Regions from separate parts of the Mus musculus genome. Here region 1 is linked to region 2. A link is a contact called in public Hi-C data. All regions are on one chromosome and are shown on one strand. Each heading gives the region's core, a stretch centred on a gene start, on an enhancer-like site or on the middle of the called end of the contact. The rest is flanking DNA. Distances are from core to core; before and after follow the strand shown.

Evidence for each region. Hi-C and Micro-C count contacts between places; a contact is called where the count stands out from the background.
Region 1: a Hi-C map of bone marrow-derived macrophages shows a contact between it and region 2, with 37 read pairs. The contact joins two enhancer-like sites. A contact is called at or near these places in 3 of 484 Hi-C or Micro-C datasets (bone marrow-derived macrophages, cortical neurons and nephron progenitors), 4 of 115 datasets of contacts at active chromatin or transcription factors (the HPC-7 cell line, acute myeloid leukemia, fibro-adipogenic progenitors and 1 more) and 3 of 9 other capture datasets (adipose tissue, liver and pancreatic islet).

Annotation. Positions count from the first base shown.
Region 1 is chr14:74,905,409-74,911,172 of GRCm38.p6, forward strand. The region is part of intron 1 of Lrch1 (leucine-rich repeats and calponin homology (CH) domain containing 1); the gene reads right to left. Among named protein-coding and RNA genes, the nearest start is that of Gm10847, 14 kb to the right of the region's middle. Within about 2 kb of position 3,068, at least 98 of the 459 cell types and tissues checked have an H3K27ac peak or open chromatin away from gene starts, as enhancers often do. A contact at or near this core is called in bone marrow-derived macrophages, where this site is marked.
Region 2 is chr14:74,794,005-74,799,848 of GRCm38.p6, forward strand. It overlaps Lrch1 (leucine-rich repeats and calponin homology (CH) domain containing 1), which reads right to left. Exons shown (of 19, transcript NM_001252132.1): 14 at 2,034-2,087; 15 at 1,293-1,365. Among named protein-coding and RNA genes, the nearest start is that of Gm52135, 22 kb to the right of the region's middle. Within about 2 kb of position 3,542, at least 64 of the 459 cell types and tissues checked have an H3K27ac peak or open chromatin away from gene starts, as enhancers often do. A contact at or near this core is called in bone marrow-derived macrophages, where this site is marked.

The DNA.
Region 1 (5,764 bases), core at 1,818-4,317, 110 kb after region 2:
GATTCCCCACCTACATCCTCTGTGTGTGTGTGTGTGTGTGTGTGTGTGTGTGTGTGTGTGTGTGTGTGTGTGTGTACAGGGTCCCCTCCACTTTGGTTTGAGATAGGTTCTCTACCTGGGACCAGGGCCTCCTTGGTTAGGCTAGGCTGGCTGAACACCAAGTCCTACAGCTCTAACAAGTGCGTGCCATGATGCCCGGCTTTCTCACACTGTGCCAAATTAAATAAGCCAGTCACCAAAAAGCAGAACCATAAATGCCATGTGTGTGGCTTATGTGACTTATTTGGAGTCATCAAATGCATAACAAGGCAAAGCAAGACAGCAATTTCAAGAGACTGGGATAAAGAGAGACAGGGGTACTGTTTACTGGACACAGACAGAGTTTCAGGGTTGCCAGACAGTAAGAATTCTAGAAGCCCCATCATTTATCATTATTGAATGCACTAAACAGTGCTGAACTGTGAACCTAATTGAAAGACTAAATATTATGTGTATCTTACCACAATTAAATACATAAACACACCAGGCCTAAACACCACAGACAGACACCACAGACAGCAGGACAGAATGATGATAAAACAGGCAGGTGAACACGGACAGACAGATGTGGACACACACACACACACACACAGAGATTTTCTAAAGTTTCATGTATTGTTGAATATTACCCATTATTCTGTAAGTCAGAGTCACTTTACAATGACTCTGTAAACACTGAACCCAGGCCTTGTGGCGGACTTCAGTTCCCCTACCAAAAGCCCATACCGGAAATTCTGCCTCTTTCATTCACTGTCTAGCCAAATGACCTCAAAAAAACACTTCCCTAAACAGAGCCTGTTTTGTTCTATCACTTCCTTCAATCCTTTTTTCTTGTAAGTGACAAAATAAAAGTTATACAAAATACAGAAAAGTAGATAACACCACACACACATACATACACACATGAGCTTTTTAAAAATTAAATACTTTTTGTTGAACCTACAGAATAATATACATTGAAATGCAAAGCCTTCTATAGACGTAAAAGCCACTCTTGCCACATACAGTAGGTTCCCATGGAGCCTGTTTTTAACACCGACTGTATGCTGCCAGGGCACCAGCTCAGGAAGCCAGTGAAAAGCTACTGGGATCTACACGGTTCTACATGGATCCACAGAGCCCACTGGTATCAAATGAAGGAACAGCGGGACTTCTGAGGGAAGAATGCGCTGCGCACGGATTTCTTTTCACCTGAGTTCTACTGCTGGTGTGTGGTTCTGGTCCACATACCCACACTTGCAAAGATGCACACCAACAGTAAACACGGGTTCAAGACCCTTCAGAACCCAACAGGCCTCTCACACACTTTGGAGGACTAGAAAGGAGCAAAGGGTTTCTCAAAGGGCCCCTCACTGATCAAGGTGATTGTCCTAAGGTACAAGATGGCTTTGATCACCCCATTAGCATTTACCTGCCTTTAATCCTGCCAGATGTTCAGAGGCAGGTTCCTACAGGTTCCCAACATACTTTGCTCAAACGATCAACACGTAACTTTGTTATTTATGTTTCTAGTTTTTAAAAGAAACCTTTTAGTATATGGCTACCTTATAAGCATTAGTCACAGGCAACAGTGGCTTTCTAACATACAGATATTTCTTCCTAAGACACATCACAGCCCATCCTTAGGAACACTAAACACATACCAGCCCTACAACTGAGAACATTCTAAATAGAAATCACCAACAGAAACATGAAAATCCAAAACAGCCTGGGGTTAAGTAGACTGCCACAGAAACACTAACAGTTTGAGGAAACATCAAGAAAAGTGTAGCCTTGTCCAGCCTCACCTGGCACAAGCATCCTGAACTACTAGCATGTTTGGGTATCAGACACATCCATGGACCACCAACACCCAAGAAAGCACCTTAAATATTGCTTTGGGGTAACAAATTTTAACATGTACACACACTCACAGAAGCACAACTTTGCATGAACAGGACCAATCCTAACCCTAATGTTACTGACTGACTGGACTCTCTTAGACCTTCCAAGTATAGCAATAAATATAAAATCTATTCAAACCTATCAGCAGCGACCTATGATCATGTGATCAGCTTCCCTGAGTTTTATCCACACAGCGTCCAGAGCCAGATACTTAGGAATGATGGGAACTCCCCCCTTCTCTCCAAAATTCATCAGGAGAAGGTCTGAACAAAGGGCCAGAGACTCGGGCCCTAGCAGCTGCGACTTCCGGTGTCTAAGGCCGGCCTGACTTTGATCCAAACACAGGCCACCTCTACCCAGGAGGGTCTCCTCCGCCTCCAGAAGGAAGCCTCCAGCTTCTTCAAAAATCATCTCCTTTGTCTATTCACATCTTCCATTAAAATTCATGGATATTCTCCCACATCGCAACAAAGGAGTCTCTGTTCCAAGATTTCTGTATCCGTTCCATATTCACACTTCAGATAAAACTCAAGATTTTAAAGTGCCTGGTCTGCTCCAATTTGCTATTTCGGGTTAATATCGAAGTGTCTTACATCATAGCAGCCGAAGCAGATGGCAGGCATACTGTCACCATCACGCCATCCTTGCAAAATAACAAATGACTTTTTTTTTTTAATTCCCTGGAAAAGACAAATACACATGGATTTACAATCAGAATGAGACACCTGCTTACGATCCAGAATGCTCGGGGCCAGGGGACCAGGGCCTTGCAGCTCATTAAAGTGATTCTCTTCCATGCTGTATAAGGAGTTCAGGCCTCCACACTTGGACCATGGAAGAAACTTTTTTTTTTTTTTTTTTTAAAGATTTATTTATTATTATATGTAAGTACACAGTAGCTGTCTTCAGACACTCCAGAAGAGGGCGTCAGATCTTGTTTCAGATGGTTATGAGCCACCATGTGGTTGCTGGGATTTGAACTCTGGACCTTCGGAAGAGCAGTCGGGTGCTCTTAGCCACTGAGCCATCTCACCAGCCCGGAAGAAACTTTTGACTTTGATTTTTTTGTAGACTGGGGGTTGGCTCTGGTCTCAAACACACAGGCCAGGCACCTGCCCCACCACGGAGCCACATCCTACCCTGATCCTGTCGCCTTCCTCCCCCACTGTACCAAGCTCCTTCTCCTTTCTGTGAAGCTAAAATAGGAGGCACTGCCTGTGAAAACTTCTGCTTTCAACTCTCAAAGCATGTGTGTGTGTGGGGGGGGGGGGGGGGGGGAGGTCCCTGTGAAAGGCTTTTTGATATCACAATGAAAAGCTTTTAAGCCTTAGCTGATGCTATAATTCACATGTTTATCCCTAAACTATATTTACCAGTCTTTTCTCATTTGGTTTTCTGAGATAGAGCCTCAGACTCACAGTAATTGTCCTGCCTCGGCCTCCCAAATGCTGGCATTACAAGGGTAAGCCACCACACCCAGCTAGATCTATCATTCTTAATGGATTTCCCAAGTTCAACATCTCATGCCTACGCTGGCTAGTCAAAGAAAAAACTAGATTGCAAGGGGCTGATTTCACTCTGAACCAGTCACCAACAAAGAATTTTTTTCCAGGCTTGGTAGGATTTTGAGCCTGGGGCTTTGCCTGACCTGTAAGATTCCTTGGGCCTATTCCTGTCAGGTGCAAAGGCTCCAGAAATACAGGATCATGACAGGCAGGTTCACACTAAGTCGTAGCTAGAACCCATCTTCCTCTGCAGTCACCATCAAAGACAAACCAAGCCTAAGATTACCCTTTATAGGCAGGAGGAAGCTAGAAGAGCAGACGTGGCTTCGGCCCCAGCTGGATACACACAGGGAACAGATGTCAGTGATAAACCTGGGCAAGCACCGTGAGGCTAGCTGAGGTGCATCTCCGGTCCAGAGTGAAAAATCCTCACTTGAACATAATGGTTTTCACCACTCTCCTGCCCGACTTGGTACAGCAGTGTGGGGACGGTAGGAGAATCAGGCCATGGGGTAGAGCTGCCAAGCAAGGTACCCCATGACTGAGCATGTACTCAGTGTGACGGGGTACCCTGTTACTGAGGATGCACGTCAGAAACACGGTTACTCGCAGCAGGAGTAGGGAGGTAGGGGTTTCAGCACCCCTGTGAGAAGCCAGGTTTGGTGGTTCAGTATGTATTGGGGTGACAAAGGCAATGGACTCCTGAGACTCCATGACCTGACCAGCCCGCCTAATGGACAGGCCCTGGGCAAGTGAGGAATCCTGACAGGAAACACACACACACAAAAACAAGCAGTAGACAACTCCTAGGGACTAACTAGCCTCTGATCTCCACACACTGCACATGCACACACGCAGGTAAGAAATAGGTAAGAAATGAAAAGACACAGTGACTATCTTCATCTGTTTTCTAGAATCAGACTGCTTGTACTTAAATCCCAGCTCTGCCTCTTATGGGCTGTGTGACATCGGGCACGTCATTAACCCTTCTGTGCTTCAATGAGGATAATAACGGGCATCACCTCATGACCCCTAAGTGGGTCAACCAAATACCTGGAGCATTTAAAACTGTTTCTGGCCGGGCGTGGTGGCACACACCTTTAATCCCAGCACTCGGGAGGCAGAGGCAGGCGGATTTCTGAGTTCGAGGCCAGCCAGGTCTATAAAGTGAGTTCCAGGTCAGCCAGAGCTATACAGAGAAACCCTGTCTCAAAAAACCAAAAAAAAAAAAAAAAAAAAAAACCCGTTTCTGTCACAAGGCAAACGCTACAAGGGCCGCTTCTCCATGCACAGTTCGTCCCAAGTTTCCTTCATCGGTAATGACACCTTTGCTTTATATCTTAGCAGTTTAAAGTTAGCTTTATAAAGGACATGAGATGTAATCAACACAAAAAGACAAGTCACATAAAACAATCCAGTGTTTTTCCACTTTCTGATTTGGGATGGTGGGGGGGGGGGGGACATAATCAAAACCATAATAATGAAATCAGAGCAGGGTGAGCTCAGGATTTCGAGGGCAGGAAGTTGACAGAAGTTGGGAGTCTCCCTGGAACTGATACTCCTCCACCTTGCTCCTCACCCGACCCAGCAGAGGCAGCAGGCAGCAGGCAGCAGCTAGACCGAGGCATTAATTACAAAAGTACAGTGGCTGACGACAGAGCAGTGACCACCTGAACCAGTCCCAGAACAACTGGGGCACAGTGTGGCCTCTCCCTTATCTGAGGGCCATATCTTACTACAGTAACTGAATTCACCTTGGTTACCCCAGCTCTAAAATCCAGTGACTCAGGCTGGGGTGTGGCTCGGAGCTGGAGCCCTTCCCAAGTACACTCCAGGCTCTCTGCTTCATCCCAGCACTGAGAAAGGGGAAAAAAAAGCATCAAATCCCATGACTCGCCATGAAGGCTTTTTAATAAACAGCTTTTTACTCCTGGCCATGTCCTAAGCCCTGAGATATTTAAAACACGGCCTGAAGAATGACATGTCGTGCTTAGCTAAATTTATCTAGGCCACTCATGTGTTGGGAAGACGAAATAAATACTATACAAAACATTTTTTGGTTGTTTGTTTTAAGTCTTGTCAAAACATGCTTGGCTGGGGCTAGAGACATGGCTCAGTGGTTAAGAGCACTCCCTGTTCTTCTAGAGGACCTGGGTTCAATTCCCAGCACCCACATGGCAGCTCACAACCATCTATAACTCCAGATTCATCTGGCCCTGCAGACACCAGGCATGCACATAGACATATATACAAGCAAAACACACGCAGATATATAAAACCAAAAATACCTCAAATGAGGCTTGGTTACACATTAGTGAAACTTCTTGTATTAAAGA
Region 2 (5,844 bases), core at 2,292-4,791:
ACTGTCGCCAGCCACGAGGCAGGGGGGTATAATAGCAGTGACCTCCATTTCTCCCAGAACAGAGCTCGGATTATGGGCATAATTGAGGTGTACCCCAGATTTGTCTGTATACGCCCACTTCCTTACATTAGGGGGCCAGTCACTTGAGTTTTCTACGATCTCATCCTCACCCTTCCTATCTGTAACATTCTCTAGGGCTAGAGATACCGCTCAGTGGTAGTGCACGGCCCTGACACGTGTAAGGGCCTGGGTTTAATTCCTAGGACTGAAAAAAACAAGACAGGAAAGATCTAGAAACTCTGATCATACTAAAGCCATTTCCCAACTGTTTATTTTCTCTTATTCTATTCTAACGGCCAGGACACCTCCACACTTGGCCACGTGTGCCCATCAATCAATGTCTTCCAAGAACAAACCATCTCCCCTATAAAACGAATCATCTCTGTTTTTCCCCTAGCGATGTTTATTCAAGCCAGAAATGGGTAACGCTCATACTGTTGTCAAAATGCTTTGCCTCAAATCCAAGATCACCTGTGTTTTCTACCAGGTGTGCTTGTGTGTGTCCAGGGCCCTTGTAAGAACTATTTAAAAGCATTCGTGGTAAATATAGTAAGTCTGAGAGGAACAAAAAAGCACAAACAAACAAGGTCCCAAAAGAAGGCATTTAGCACCAAAACTGGAAATGTGGAAAGAAATGTATTTTTCTACCTGGGGCCCTTTTTTAAAAAATTAAAAGTAACTTTGCACTTTGCTAACATTAACTTTGTCAATATGGTAACACAAACTACAACCAAGTAGGTCAAAAAGTAAGGTGTTTTCCTTTCTAAGAAGTTTCCCCGACTCCTAACCACTCATACAAGCCTTAAAGTGCTCACCCTCTTGTGTGAGTCAATGCAGAGCCCTTACCATGCCTGGAAAGCAACTGGGGTCGTCTTGGGGAGGACTCTGCCTGCAGGCTGCCCTGTACCTCCTCAGGGCACCAGGAACCTTTGGGGTAAAGCGGAGCCGGTTTATTCCCACGGGTTAAAAGCTGGAAGGGAGTATTCCTTCCCTACTTACATTGCCCTTTGCCACTTTTCTTTGCTGTGATTCAGAAGAGGGCGAGCTGCCCAGTCCTGGAAGCACAGACCTCACAATAGCATAACGTTATCACCCGACCTCACCAAGCTGCTGCTATTCTGATGCCAGGACCCCAGCCGACTAGAACTGGCAAAGCTCATATTACTCACGAATAAGTTTGAAAGGCCAAAGAGAAATCATTTTAGTTACTTTAGTTACTGAGGTCAACGTACCTGAACGAGGCTTCAGGCCAAACGGAGCTGTGATGTTTGCAGTAGGAGACACTGAAGGGGAGTTCTCTCGTATCTGTGGGGTGAGAAAACAATTGGGAAATGAAGAAGCAGATGGACTTGTATGGTTAGTGATTGTTATAAAATGACTCTGCTTTTGCTATGGCTGCCTTGTGATGGATGACAGCTTGGCTTTTTAAAAAAGACATTTTGTAAATACTCTAAGAGGTGGTCAATAGAATGTTTTCCGGTATTCTTTTTGTTGTTGCATTGAAGTCTTTATTTGCTCACTACAAAATCATCTTGCAGTGACACAAAGCCGTGATCTGCCTCTCATTGGACACATCTGACTGCAGACGGGCAGGCACGCCAAAGAGCACGTCTAACGGAGCCTCTGTAACACGGAGACACACGGCTAACACTGAGCATGCAGCTCATCACGCAGAAACTGCGCATCGAACCATCTTGGGTAGCAACTGAGGAAATGTCATCTGAATGATCATCTGCCGTTTTCCATAAAGACATCCCACCCCTAGATCTCAAAGGCCATTTCTCACAGAATTAATCTTTAGTGATGTATAGAGCCAAGTGATTTTGTGACAGTGAGTGACAACTATCGAGAGACCCCAGAGACAGTCCCATTAACTCTTTAATCCCGGAGTCAGACTATCCAACTCTGGGACCAATGGTTCAGTTTGGTCTCCATGGAATACCTCAGCTGCCATTAACCCTCAGGAAGCTTACCTCATTGGGAGAATACTGGCTTCCATTACTCTGTAACATTAGATCATTTTGCACCTTAAGGGAGAGAGAAATGTATACGTTCCATTAGATTTGGAGAAAGAGGAGGCAAGGACTACATCTTTTTTTTATTGCTGCCATAGCCCTGGCCCAGAAGCACACACTAACTAGCAAATGTTGAATTAATTCATGGTTAAGTAGCTAAGAAGGTCATCCTTCTATTTTCTAAAACTACGCAGCTTGTATCCATTGAGAAAAATCTAAAGACTAGCACAGATTAACATGAGAGCCCCCAAACAGGGATCTTTCCCCAGTAGCTATGAGCGCATCTTACCTGGCCAAGTAACCAAACTGTCTCCTGGCTCCTTTCTCTATTTGAATTATGGGTTTTTAGAAATGGTCCAAACTAGTAGTTCCAAAATATACAGAAATTTTCAGTAGGTACACACGCTTGAACCCTGAGCAACCTTGAAAAACCTCATTCACGTGACCTGTTTATTATCAGTCTGCTTTGGCAGTCACTGGTTAAGAGAGCTGTTAAGGAACCAAGCATGACTTAACATATACACTCTAATAAATAAAAAATTTGCAAAAAAAAAAAAGAGCTGGGTGTGGTGGCGTCCGCCTTTAATCCCAGCACTTGGGAGGCAGAGGCAGGTGGATTTCTGAGTTCAAGGCCAGCCTGGTCTACAAAGTGAGTTCCAGAACAGCCAGGACTATACAGAGAAACCCTGTCTCAAAAAACAAACAAAAAATAAAACAAAATAAAAATAAAAAGTTTGGGGATAGCTAATAAACACCTGCATATATGCCACCATAAAAGTGTAAATCTAAGGTGCCCATTGTGTGGAGGAGTGCTATTTAAAATGAACCCAAGGGAAATGCATGTAGAATAAAATGTCATTCATGTCCCTACTCAATTAAAGGGCCTTCTTAGGAGAGCCAACTAGACTTCTACCAACTCTCCCCATTGTCCTCACAAACTCCTCTCCTCAGTACTATTTACAAGCAAGGGAGGTGCGTTCTCACCTTGTGGACACCTATGGTACATAACTTCATGTGGCCAGTCTTCTAAACTATGTTTAAGGCAGGTCACATGACATGCAGGCAGACCCTCTACAACCTCTGCCTCCCCTCTCAGTGGTGGTAACACACTGTGCTCAATCTTCCCGGGCTACCCGTGCTCCCTTGCAGGTCCACAAACTAAGCTGTCCTCATGCCTTGTTATACACTCTATCCTTTCCGGAAGAACACAGCAAACAACTCAGGATGGCAACCCACTAGAAATGTTACCAGTACCAACATCTTCTGTTCACTCAACCATTTTGCTACTTTATGGGTCTCACGATCCGTCCTCCACAACAAAAAAAAAGCCACACCCTGCACAAGTAGGCAACCAACTGTCGGTCTGGAGAAAGGGTGTGTCGATGTGTGACCAAATAACAAGTGAGACCAGGGACCTAGAGAAGCCACAACTTATTTCCTTTTCCTTCATCACATGACTTCCTTTTTGCATCAGGCTGGCTGTCCATCCCTTCCTTTTGAAAGCCTGTCATGGGTCCAAAGCTCCCTTGAGAGGGTAGACAAGAATGCCTTACGCAAGCATGGTTACTCACCAAAGCAAAGGGAGACAAGCTTACAGCACTGTAACCTGACAGAGAGCACCGGCAGCTGAACGGAGAGGAGTTCGGGAACCTCTGACCCCTAGAAGCTTCGTTTCCTTCCTTGTGCTCTGGCAATCTTGGAAACAAGTAAGTGCTGTTTCTCCACAGGGTCTCACTAGGCAGTCCAGGTTCACCCTGAAACTGGAATCCTCCGGCCTCAATGGCAGAATTACACCATCCCCAGCCACACAGGCTGCCCCTGCCTCGGCCTGGGCAGAATAGGAGGTTGAAGTGAGTGCAGCTACTGCTTCCAGGGGGCGGGCTTGAGCACCTGGCTTGGGCAGGGATCCCAATGAAAATTAGATGCAGACTGAATTGTGAACTAGGCTCAGTCTATATGTAGATACATACCCATCCTCTTCTAGCCTTTCCAAACGCCTTCCACACTCCTGGAAGCGTTGCTCATGAACTCATAAGTGTATTGGCTTCTTGCCTTCCGCTAAGACAAAGCTTTTAAGGAGAGGTTCCACGCCATCAGCTGTCGCTAAGGTTTGGAGTGTGACAAACTGAATACAAAGAAGGCAATCTAGTGTGATGGAATAGCCGGCCTATCCATTACCATGGTAACGAGTCAGCCAGTCTCAACCGTGAGCATCATGTCCTGCATCCATGAACAGGTCACGTTAACTCCTATATTTCCTAACAGCCATCAGGAATATACGCTGCTAAGAGAACGACCTTTGTGGTCCTCAAGGCTTCCTCAGTGACACACAGCGACACCCAGAGCATACTTACTGAGGAGATGGAAATACAAAGTCCTGATTTCATGAAGGTTTGACTTGGAAAAGGTCTGCTTTACTCTGGTGTAAAAAGAGTCTCACACAACCCTGACCTGCCTCAAACTTGTCTTGTAACCAAAGCTCCCACTGAACTCCTGATCCTCCTAATTCCGCCTCCTGCTGTTCCAGGTGTATGCTGCCATGCCACTTACTGAAGGCTTTTAGCAAAACATTCAATAAATTACTTTAGATTACTACTATACAGCAGGCATTTTAAATGATTTTCCCTCGCTGCAAGCTATTATAAACGCTCCGAACCCATTAGGGTAGGCTAGGCAAAGCAACAGTGCTCACTATGGTAGGTAGATTAAATGCATTTTTGCATTAATGTTTTTAACAGCAATACATGAGAGGAACCAGAAACCCATTATAAATCAAAAAGGGCTTGTGTTGATAAGGCCTATAAAACATGAAGCACAAAACCTGGCACCCAGCAAGGCTTCTTTTTCTGTTAGGAATAAGCACTTGTAAACAGAGACACAATGTTTGAACTGTGCCCTGGATTTTTTAATCTTGTGTCCTCCTCACCCTGAAGTCATTCAGCAGGATAGTCATCAGGAGCTAAAACATCTCTTCATAGACTTCTCACTGGTCATGCGGGAACAATGAAATAACCATAATACAGTAATAAAATGGGGTGATATAACAATGGAGTGTTTCAACTAAATACAAGCAATGGGGGCAAGAAGGACACAGCAAGCCTCCAAATCTGAGAGCCCGGGAAGAGCACGCAACAGCACCAAGGCAATATCCAAAATAAGAATGCAGACCCTCAATCAAGAGGAAACATCAGACAAACACTAAAGGAAGAATATCCCCCAAGACAAGGGAAGGGCTAGGTGCTGGAAATCCGCTCAGTCGGTAGATCCAGCACACACAATGTCCTGGGTTCTATCTCCAGCACCACATAAACTGGATGTGGTAAAGCACACCTATAATCCCTACCCTCTAGAGGCAGAGGCCGGATAGACAGAAGCTCACGATAGCCACCTGCTATACAGCAAGTTTGAGGCCAGCCTGGGCTACATTAGACCCTGTCTCCAAAAGAAAAGGCCTGGCAAGGGCTCTGGTGGCACATGCCTATAATCCCAGAATTTGGGAGGTATAAGGAAGATGGTTAGGTGTTCCAGGTTATCTCCTGAGCCACACAGAGTTCTAGAGCAGCCTGGGCTACATGAGATACTATTTCAAAACACACACACCAAAAAAGGCCCACATTCTCTACAACTTCACTGTCATCGCATCACTATCCTCAGAAACGCTGCAAAGCAAAGGAGCCGGCAAAGAGACCAGAGAGACTCTGTAACCAAATGTAATGCCTGATGCTAGCCTGATGCCCACATCAAAGGGACAGGAAAATTCAGAGAACTG